Linked DNA regions of Gossypium arboreum: region 1 is linked to region 2. The links are chromatin contacts, called in public Hi-C maps. All regions are on one chromosome and are shown on one strand. The core of a region is the stretch at or near the end of the contact, and the rest is flanking DNA. Distances in the headings are between cores, read along the strand shown.

Region 1 (5,443 bases), core at 1,910-4,409, 810 kb before region 2:
AAGATACATAAAAATTAGATTAATTTATAATTTATGTATCATTATATTAAATTATTTAAGTATAATTTATTATATTTAAGTTTTAAAATATTGTATGTATGATTAATTGTACAAATAATTTATATTCATTTACCATTATATTAAATCATTTAAATATCATATAACTTAACTAATTTTAAATTGACTTTCTACTATTATATCTAAAAGAATATTTTAACCTTTAACAACAATTTTAGTAATAATAGAAAAATTAAAATTAACAAACTACACTTCTTAACAATATTTTTCTATCACTCGCAATAGAAAACTAACCTTTAGTAAGTTGTACTATAAAGATGAATTCAAAACCAAATTCATCCGAAGCAAATTACAAACAAGGGCTTCAAATAATTAGATGGCAACAAATCTAGCGCCCACTAGAGATTGTTGTAAGATATATTAAGAATCTTAAGCCATGAATTACGATGTAACTAAGCTTAACATCAAAGACAAAAGATATTAAATACTTGGGATTCATTTATGGAATTTGTATACCAGGATATAAGTTGCCACACTTGCCCTACATCACAAGTAAAGAATATCCAACAGCATATCATATCAAAAAAGAAAGAAAAGGAAAAAGAATTGGTGCATGTGGATGAAATCAATGGGTGATTTTTTGGGAGTAATAATTGATAATAAAAAGCTACCCGCTATAAACATATAAAGAAAAGCTTTGAATGAAGATTTTTCTCTCTGGCATTATGACATATAGGAGAGAGACAAATGGGTCATTTTGAAATCTAACCAAAGAGCAACAATATCTCCGCAGAGAAGCAAGGAGGAGATATGATGGGAAAAAGCCTAATATTTTCTTTTAAGAAATTAAAATAATAATATGCAGAAATATATTGGGTTTGAATTAGTTACTAACAAAGTGTCATATTTAAATCAATTTTAAGATTTATATAAATATAAAATATATTAATATCCTATAAAAATTTGATTCAAGTTTAACTTAATCTAATCCATGAACACTTCTAAATACAATATTAAAGTGGGATTTCCACAAAACCTTTTTTGTTTTTTTTATCGAAGTGGAGTCACCCCACGCTTAAGAATGCTCTCATCTCCCACAACAGAAACACATTTTTATTGGGGTTGGGGACCCATAAATTCCCCTCTTATTGCAATTACATAGGGTCCCCATTTGTCCCTCATTCTTCTTCTCTGGTAGGCTTTAGTCAGTTGGATATGGTACTCCCACTTAGCCATAATCCCACACTCACAGAAAAGGTCTAATTCTAGTTTAGCCCCTCTACTATATTGAAATTGAGGTTTTAATCTCTCTAATTTAATTTGATATACTTTACTCTATTTACTTTTATAATGAGTCAACATATGTTATTCTCTATACATTAGTGAAATCTGAGATTAGTTCTATACTTAGAAAGCTAAAATTTATTTATTTCTAACTTTTTGTTCAAAATTCTAGTCAAATAATTGAAATCGATAATATTTGGTCATCAGATTTTACTTGTTGTAATGTATGTTTATTGAATTCATAATGGTTTGTTTATGAAGTTAATTTGATTGCGTGGGTGTATTGATAGTAAATTTAGACTAAAAATTAATAACATTGATTTGTGGTTTCTAAATAGAAAAAAATATTATTTAAATTTTTTATTTTTTAAATATATGGACTAAATTTCAAACTTCAGAGATTGATGGATATTTAACCTTTATAAATTTATTAGTAGACCCAAATTGATAACTACCCTCTAATAGTTGACTTCTAAACCTTTCGAGGGCTTGTAGCTACCCTCTCCGGGTAATGTTATTTTAAAATTTAAACTTAAATTCACTCTTTTGAAATACAATATGTTTTATCATTGTATCCAACATTTTTTTGATAATAACAATGTAAATGGTATTAAAAAAATTCATGAAAAACTACCATTACTTTAGCCAGAACAATTAATAAAATTATCAGAATATGTATCTAACAATAACATTGTTAGAGTTGTGTGACCCAATTTCTTGTTAAAATAAAATACAATGGCAAAACTAGGGGATCTTGTTAAAATAACAGTAACATTACTGAGACTATGTTGCACGAGTAGAATCCGTATAGAACTACAATTCTTTTATTTGACATTGATTAGAATAAGATTTTTCAACATTTAAATAGATGTAATCGAACTCTTCATGTATCGTTCAATTTTCAACATTAGTGAATTTTTCTTCTCATTTACCCGTGATTTTTTTCCGAAAGGATTTCCATATAAAATCTGTGTTTTATTTTTCTTTTTTATTGCTTTGCGATATTCTATATTGCTATTATCGACGTTCAATTTTAACAAACATCATAAAAAAATAGAAGAATCAAACTGTATCAAATTAAAGAGATTAAATTGTAAATTTCAACATAAACAAAAGGGACTAAAATCAAAATTAGACCAGAAAAATCCCCTCTTGATTTGAGCATAGTGCTGGTGACCGAGGAAAAGGACAAAAGGTTGGCTAAAAAAGGAAAACAATTAATCCAAAAATACACAAAGTATCACCACTTTTTAACTCGCATAGTGGACCCCCTTCCAAAAAGAAAAAACCTTTCTTAGTGGACCCCATCATTTCCCCTACCCAAAAATAAAAAAAAACAGTGCCACATGTACTTTTATCCACGTGTCAATATCGTGGAAGACCACATGTACAAGTTGGGGCCCACAGTAACCCACGCGGACATATATTCCCGATTTTCATCCTTTTTCATTGTATCCACCAAACCTATAGGGGTAGATAATATCATATGCATGCGCATGCTTTTCCTTTCAAAATTCTAGAATGACAGTCAATCTCTGGGAAATTTCACCCAATCTAACTTTAGATGCCAACACATGGCCGTGGAGGCCTCCAAAAAAGGAGAAAAAATAATATCTCTTGGTATTTTCATTATACTGCCAATGCCAGCTTAGAACATCACTAGGAAACAACCTTTGGTGGGTTGTCACCATTGATGAGGTTACCATTTTCATGAACCAATGTAGTACCATGATAATTGGCGTGAGGAACAGAAAATCCGTGGGACTGTCTGTGACAGAATCATTGCCCGTGTTAGCCAAAACCCATAATTATCTACAAGATTATGCCTTTCTTTTAAAAAAAAATAAAAAATTATTGGGTTTCTAGTGTGTTAAAAGTGCTATAAAAAGCACGTAACCTTGGTGTTACCATCCTCACACTTTGCCACCTCTTGCTCAATCTTCTGTTTATCCTGTCTTGTTTTGTTTCAAGTTTTTCTCTTTTGTTTTTAGGTTATTCGATAATGGGTGAGGCTGTTGAGATCTTTTATCCAAATGGTTTCTCTAAAATCTGTAATGGAACAACAAAGAACCAACCACCTGTTGACGAGACTCGCCAGTTTGATTCTTGGTATGAAGAGGAAATTGATGAGGATCTCAAATGGTCCTTTGCTTTGAAAAGGTTTCACCCTAATCTTTCTTCATCATATGCACATTACTCAAAACATGATAAAAGCAAACAACTTTGGGTTTTCTTTGATTCATAATTCAATATCTTAAACCAACTCTCATCTCTTTGTATCTCTCTTAACAGTGTACTGTATAAAGGTTCTAGTGAGTATCAAGATATAGCCCTTTTGGACACTAAACGTTTTGGCAAGGTATACCTATAGGCATTCATTGTTTTGTTTCATCCTTTTTTCAAGTTTTCTAATCTCCGATTGTTTGAATAATTGCTTATGTAGGTATTGGTGATTGATGGGAAAATGCAAAGTGCCGAAGTTGATGAATTTATTTACCATGAATGCTTAATTCATCCAGCTCTTTTGTTCCACTCGAAGTGAGTCCTTTTTTTTATTATTATTTTTGGTGGCTATCGAGTCAATGTCTCTATGAGTACTCCATTTCCATTTATCTGTAAAGTAGTAACATATATTGTTCTTACCAATTGTGCAGCCCCAAAACTGTGTTTGTAATGGGGGGAGGGGAAGGGTCTGCAGCAAGGGAAGCACTCAGGCATAAATTTATTGATGGAGTTGTAATGTGTGATATTGATGAGGTGAAATTCTTGGTCTCATTTTTTTTAATATATTTCCATTTACTTTTTCTTTTTAGTGTTTGGAGGGCACCACTGATAATTTAACAACTGCAGGAAGTGGTCAATTTCTGCCGCAGGTACCTGACTGTGAACCGTGATGCATTTTGCAACAAAAAGCTTAACCTTGTTATTAATGATGCCAAGTAAGTATACTGAGCTTATTTGATGTCCATTTGCTTCAAAGGAATTTGAGCTAATTACTATATACTTGTGTATGAATATTAAGGGCTGAACTGGAGAAGAGGACTGAGAAATTTGATATCATAGTTGGAGATTTAGCAGATCCTGTTGAAGGAGGGCCTTGCTATCAACTTTATACAAAATCATTTTATGAGAAAATTCTTAAGCCCAAACTCAATGAAAATGGCATTTTTGTCACTCAGGTTGGTATTCCCCCCCCCCCCGCCCCTTCTTGTGTAGGGTCATATATATGTCAAGTCATAAACATAAGAATAAAAAACTTGAGATAAATTTCTATTCTATAGGCTGGCCCAGCTGGAATATTCACTCACAAGGAGGTCTTTTCCTCTATATACCACACAATCAGGCAGGTTTTCAAGTGTAAGTTCCTCAACCAACTCTTAAGATTCTATAAAATAGATTGAATAATAAACAATAAATCATGGTTTTTTTTTTTCTATGTAGATGTGTTGGCATACACAGCTCATGTGCCATCCTTTGCTGATACATGGGGATGGGTTATGGTATGAGAATTAATGTTCAAAATTGTGAAGTTGAATGGAGTAGAAGTCTTATATATATATATATATATCCCATTTTCGCTTTGTTTTAACTTTGATTTGCATTAACATAGGCCTCGGATCAACCATTCTCCATTGGTGCTGAAGAAATTGACAAGAGGATTGCTGAAAGAGTAGATGGTGAATTACTCTACTTGAATGGCTCTTCATTCCTTTCCTCTGCAACCATGAACAAGACTGTTTATCTATCGTAAGTTCCACTGTTTGTTAGATTGTAATTTGTTGCCATTTTTAAAGCAAATTGAGATGGTTTGGTTGTTTTCAGGCTGTTGAACGAAACCCATGTCTACACTGAGGAAAATGCGAGATTTATACCAGGACATGGATTGGGTAACCACCTTTGAGGTTTGCAGGCCTTAATCTTGGGGAGAAGTTTGTTGTAAATAAAAGAAAAAAAGGGAAAGGTTGCAATTAAAAGATAGCATCAAAAAGACTTTTGCTTCAAACGAAATCAGTCATCAATTGTTGAAAGAAGTTGGTTTTTAATTTTTAAGACAATTTATGTGTTGGCTTTTGGGTTGTTTCACAGATTTGGATTACAATGGCATGAAAGCTTTTTATCTATATAATTTAAACAAGTTCCT
Region 2 (4,666 bases), core at 1,824-4,323:
AATTCCAATTCTTCCATAAAAGAAGGTGTAGTAGGATTTATATATCAAGAAGTAAAACCAGGCATTTAATGTCATTTTCATCTTTCCTTCCCAATTTTTGCTATTTTTAAAGATGGGAGAAAATGCCAATTTAACTAGGTTATTAAAATATATCGTTCTCGATTAAGGCGCCTCATCCAGCATGAAAGCCACATTACATGCATTTGCCTGTCGGCATTCGTCATCGTAAACTCCATTGTCTTTCAAAATTGTAACTGCAACTCAACAAAAAACAAGCATGAAAAGTGAAATCCAAACAATGGGTGTTTTGAGAATGTATTATCGGCTCAAAATATTGGTTATATTTGCATGCCGTCTTAATTCAGCATCTCTCAATCTAAATAATAACCAAAAACTGCAACACCGACTTAGAAGTGGTCCTTAAATTGGCTTCAACTCATCTCAGCCGTTTGTTTCACTTTGGTGTGTGCCTGTTATGGATAAAACTCAGACAGGAAAATAGAGTGGTGGGTGACAATGCCTGTTGTTTCCGGTTGGCTGCTCCATACACCTTCTTAATGATGGCAGATGCTGAAAGCTTCATATTAAATCCAACGGTGCAAATGGGTTTTCTTATCAGCCCCTGGTTTTCCATCCCCCTCGCTCTTCCTATCTATAAAGGTTTAAAAATAGATTGAGAATGATAGACTAGAAAATTGTTGGGGGAAGCTATTGCCAATTATTTAAATCTTTGTGTTATTCAGTGATGAATGAAGCATGTGAAGTTCCTGTGTCTCTCCAAGAATGCCTTTTTGAGTAATTAGCTTAACATATTTTCTAAGTGTTAATCTCATGTATTTTAAAATGGAAGGAGACATTATTTACTGTTTTCATGAAAAAGACAAGTTGACTGCCCAATCTCCCAATGATTTTACTTGGTTTCGAGTAAAGGGTAAAAGTGACAGATTTGGTAACTTCCATGAGTTAAAAGGACCCCAAAATAGGAAGCCTCAACTATTACCTTATTGTCTCAATTATTTTTTCGCTTACTCGTTAGCGTTTAATATTCGAGTATTTAGTTAGAGGCCAGAATCATTCAAAGAACAATAACAACATTGATTCAAAAACTTGGGGTAGTGAAGGATTGAACCATGATTTAGATTGAAAACATGAAAGATACATAATTACAGCGTGATCCAGATGAAAAAAAGAAGGAAAAACTGCTAGATACATGTTTTACATTAATATGCAGGTGATGCTCATCATAGGAAAGCCAAAGGAAGAAAATAATTTACAAGTGGTGACCCTTGTTACTAAGCAAACCGGTTAAAGCCCTCAGCCTCCCTTTTTTTTTTCATGATGTCAATTGCTCTTGGCTCTTAGTTGATAACCGCTTCAAGAACTCATAGGTGGTTATCATGGTTGTTGCAGACAGAGCCATTGATGCCCATCTTGGTCCCAATCCTCGGTAACAAGCTGCCAATCCGCCTTCTTGAACTAGATTCCGCACTGTTTGCAGTATATTCAATGGTTTTCTTACTCCATTCTCTTCTCTATCCAGAACCTGTAATCTGGTCTTGATGGTGTCAAGTGGCATAGTGATTAAAGCTGAAATGCCACTAGCCATGGCTGCACTTAACCCTTGGACCGCCACCAAGGCCTTTGAATCAGGCCTAAAACCAGACCCCATCACAATACTTCCACTCTCATCTTTTTTACCCATAGAACAACCGATGCCACTCCAAATGAGCTTGTGTGCAACAGAGTAAGATGCCCACCAAACCGCATTAGACGGTGCATATGTCAAAATCGAGATCCCAAATCCCCTGTATAATCCTTTAGGACCATCTGCATATAGAATTTTCCTAAACGCATCAAGACCATTCCTATATCTACAAAAATTCACATTGAGATTTACATTTTTGCTACTGTTACTGTCATTATATCCTTGAACCATTAGTCTCTGGCTTACAACATCAATTGGGGTCCAAACCAGTTGCGCAGCCATAGCTGAGCTCAACCCAGCAGCTGCATTAGCTAAAGCAGTAGCTGTAGTATCCGAAAATCCTAAACTAACAGTTGCAGTGCCAACACTGCTCTTGGTAACCTCAAGGGCTCCCATGTAAAGTGCCCTAGCTGGGATTGTCCCCATCAAAGAGGTACCAAAACCCCTGTAGAATCCTCTCAGTCCTTCATATCTCATGATGGAGAATGACATTTTAAAGCAAGAAACTTGAGTAGATGAGACTTGTTGCCTAGTTTTCAAGACAACTACAGGGTAAAGAGCAGCTGATACACCTGAAAATAAAGCGGCACCAAGAAAAAAGAACTTGGATTTATCAAGCATGTGCCAATCTATATCTGCTGGGATATGAATCTCTGACCCTGAATCATCCTCAGCTGCACTTAAACTCATCTTCGCCACTTTTATAATATGTTTAGTTCAACTAAGTAAAATCTGATTTTGTTTTTTTGGGTTACCCTTTTCACAATCACCACAGTTAATCACAAACCAACTCAGCTCAAAAGAAGATTATCAAAAAGGCAAAGAAAATTGAAAATTTATGATGGGTTTTTAATCTTATAGTATTTGGACTGGAAAAGAAAAGGAAAAATTATGACTTTCTTTCTATAGTTACTATTAGTTGCAAAATCAAAGAAGAAGAAGAAGAAGAATAGGGGTTTTGTTGTTTTTCCTTTTTTTCCTTTTGCGCAGCCAAATTTGGGATCGAACGTGAATCAGCAGAAATAAGTCAAGCATTTACTCACTATACGAAAACCCCAGATTTTATCTTTGATTCTTACCAGGAAAAAACCAAATCTATGCAACATCTTCAAGACTTTTTCTTCATCTTCTTTTGTCGATAGGCAACAAACGAATGACAAAAACAAAGACAGAGAGAGAGAGAGAACACAGATCTCAAAAGCAAAGAATCTAAAGGAAAGGAAAGGGAAAAGGAAAAGGAAAAGTGGAGTTTACACAGAAAGCGAAATGGATAGAGTTAATAAGAAGGAAATGGAAAGAGAGATGTGGCGAAATGGATAGCTTTTAACGGTAAGAGAGGAAAGAAGGACAAGGGGTATATGGATTTTAGCAAGGGTTTTGGGGGTGCGATGGAAGTGGACACGCGTCGCTTTTCATTTGGGGTAGCTTTATTAGCCTGCTTTAAGGCTCACTTGGTTCAAGCAGCTCAGCTAGTCGACTCACCCAACTCTTTCTCTTGCCACCCGACTTAACTAAAATTCCATAAACAAAATCCCTCCATTGACATCGGGTGGTTAAACTGGTGATTACCGAGGGTATAAAATTGGATACAGACTGAGGTTCCATTTAAATCATTGTTCAGATTATCTCCGATTAAATTAAAAATAATTATAGTGGTGAAATTAATTATTATATTGTTGAGGTTGAATATTACAATAATGATATTAGAATTAATGGTAATTTGTGTGTTTGGCTTTAACCGTAGTAGTAACACTAAGATTGAATCGAAAAGGATCGTTTAATTACAACAACAAATAATGTAATTTTAAAAATTCAAGGGATAATAATTACAATATTTTATTTTTAAATTTTTTTATTTAAATAAAATATTGATTCATATTTGTTGATATTAAGATCAAACAAAGTAGAGATGATGGTGACGTAGTATTCACGAAAGGGTCCTTTGTCATTTGGCAAAGTATAGTAACCTTGTTAGGTAGCTTGATTTACTTAGGTGAATTAGAAGAGGTTTTGGAAGACCCTTAGCTAGGGCTACTTCCCCCGTTCACTACAATGGATGATGAATCCTAAAATGATCCACTAAGAGGCTCCGATTAGTTACCTTGGTGTAACGCCATAGCATTTTAAAACTTCACCCACAAATAAATGGATGGGGAAGTGAAACCCTGCCTCCAATGCATAAAGAGGTAGGTAAGAACTTGGCCTTTGGTCATCGTCTTTGGGGCCATGTAATATCCTTTACTCGTATTCGACGTTAGAATAGGGTACGAGGTGTTACCGGACTTATACTCAAGCAAACATACAAAACCGGGTCATAAAATTTTATTCAAATCAAATTCATTCATACATATGCAAATTGTCCTTTATATGGGCCTACAAGGCCCAAAACATACATTGAGAGTAGTTCAGGACTAAGCTGATAACTTTAGAAAATTTTGGAAAAACTTAGAAAAATTTTCATGAAACAGGGGCACACGCCTGAGTGGAGATAGGAGACACGCTTGTGTGCCCTCGACATGCCCGTGTCCGCAGGCCGTGTAACTCTCTGTTTATGACATTAGCACCAAAATATAGTTACACGGCCGTGTCACACGCCCGTGTGGCTAGATCGTGTGGTTGATTAAAATTATAATTTTTCATAAAATGGTGCAGACTTCACACGGCCTGGGCACACGCCCATGTTTCCAAGCCATGTCCCTCACACGGCCAAGACACATGCCCGTCCGTGTCTTAGCCCGTGTGTTTACTACTGGGCATTCTGTTTTGTAAAACTAAAATGCAGGGGACACATGGCCAGACTACATGCCCATGGGGGGCAGATCGTGCGTCACACATGGCCTAGACACATGCCTGTGTGTCTACCTGTGTGGACAACTTTGAGGCTATTTTCCAAGCCATTTGCCACCCTTAAATGCTCACTCAGTTATACATTTTTGATGGCATGCAACATAGCATATTTAG

What was found. A called contact is a pair of places that touch in the nucleus more often than the background predicts.
Region 1: a Hi-C map of leaf shows a contact between it and region 2, with 6 times the contacts expected there. The contact joins the promoter of LOC108472457 here to the promoter of LOC108450125 in region 2. A contact is called at or near these places in 2 of 5 Hi-C or Micro-C datasets (both in leaf).

Annotation. Positions count from the first base shown.
Region 1 is chr6:113,443,281-113,448,723 of ASM2569848v2, reverse strand. It overlaps LOC108472457 (thermospermine synthase ACAULIS5), which reads left to right and starts at 3,159. Exons shown (of 10, transcript XM_053029582.1): 1 at 3,159-3,462; 2 at 3,595-3,661; 3 at 3,746-3,840; 4 at 3,957-4,059; 5 at 4,153-4,241; 6 at 4,325-4,481; 7 at 4,584-4,659; 8 at 4,744-4,802; 9 at 4,913-5,049; 10 at 5,125-5,443. The coding sequence starts at 3,305. The coding sequence ends at 5,203.
Region 2 is chr6:112,633,930-112,638,595 of ASM2569848v2, reverse strand. LOC108450125 reads right to left here and starts at 3,073. Exons shown (of 1, transcript XM_017747611.2): 1 at 1,108-3,073. The coding sequence starts at 2,395. The coding sequence ends at 1,334.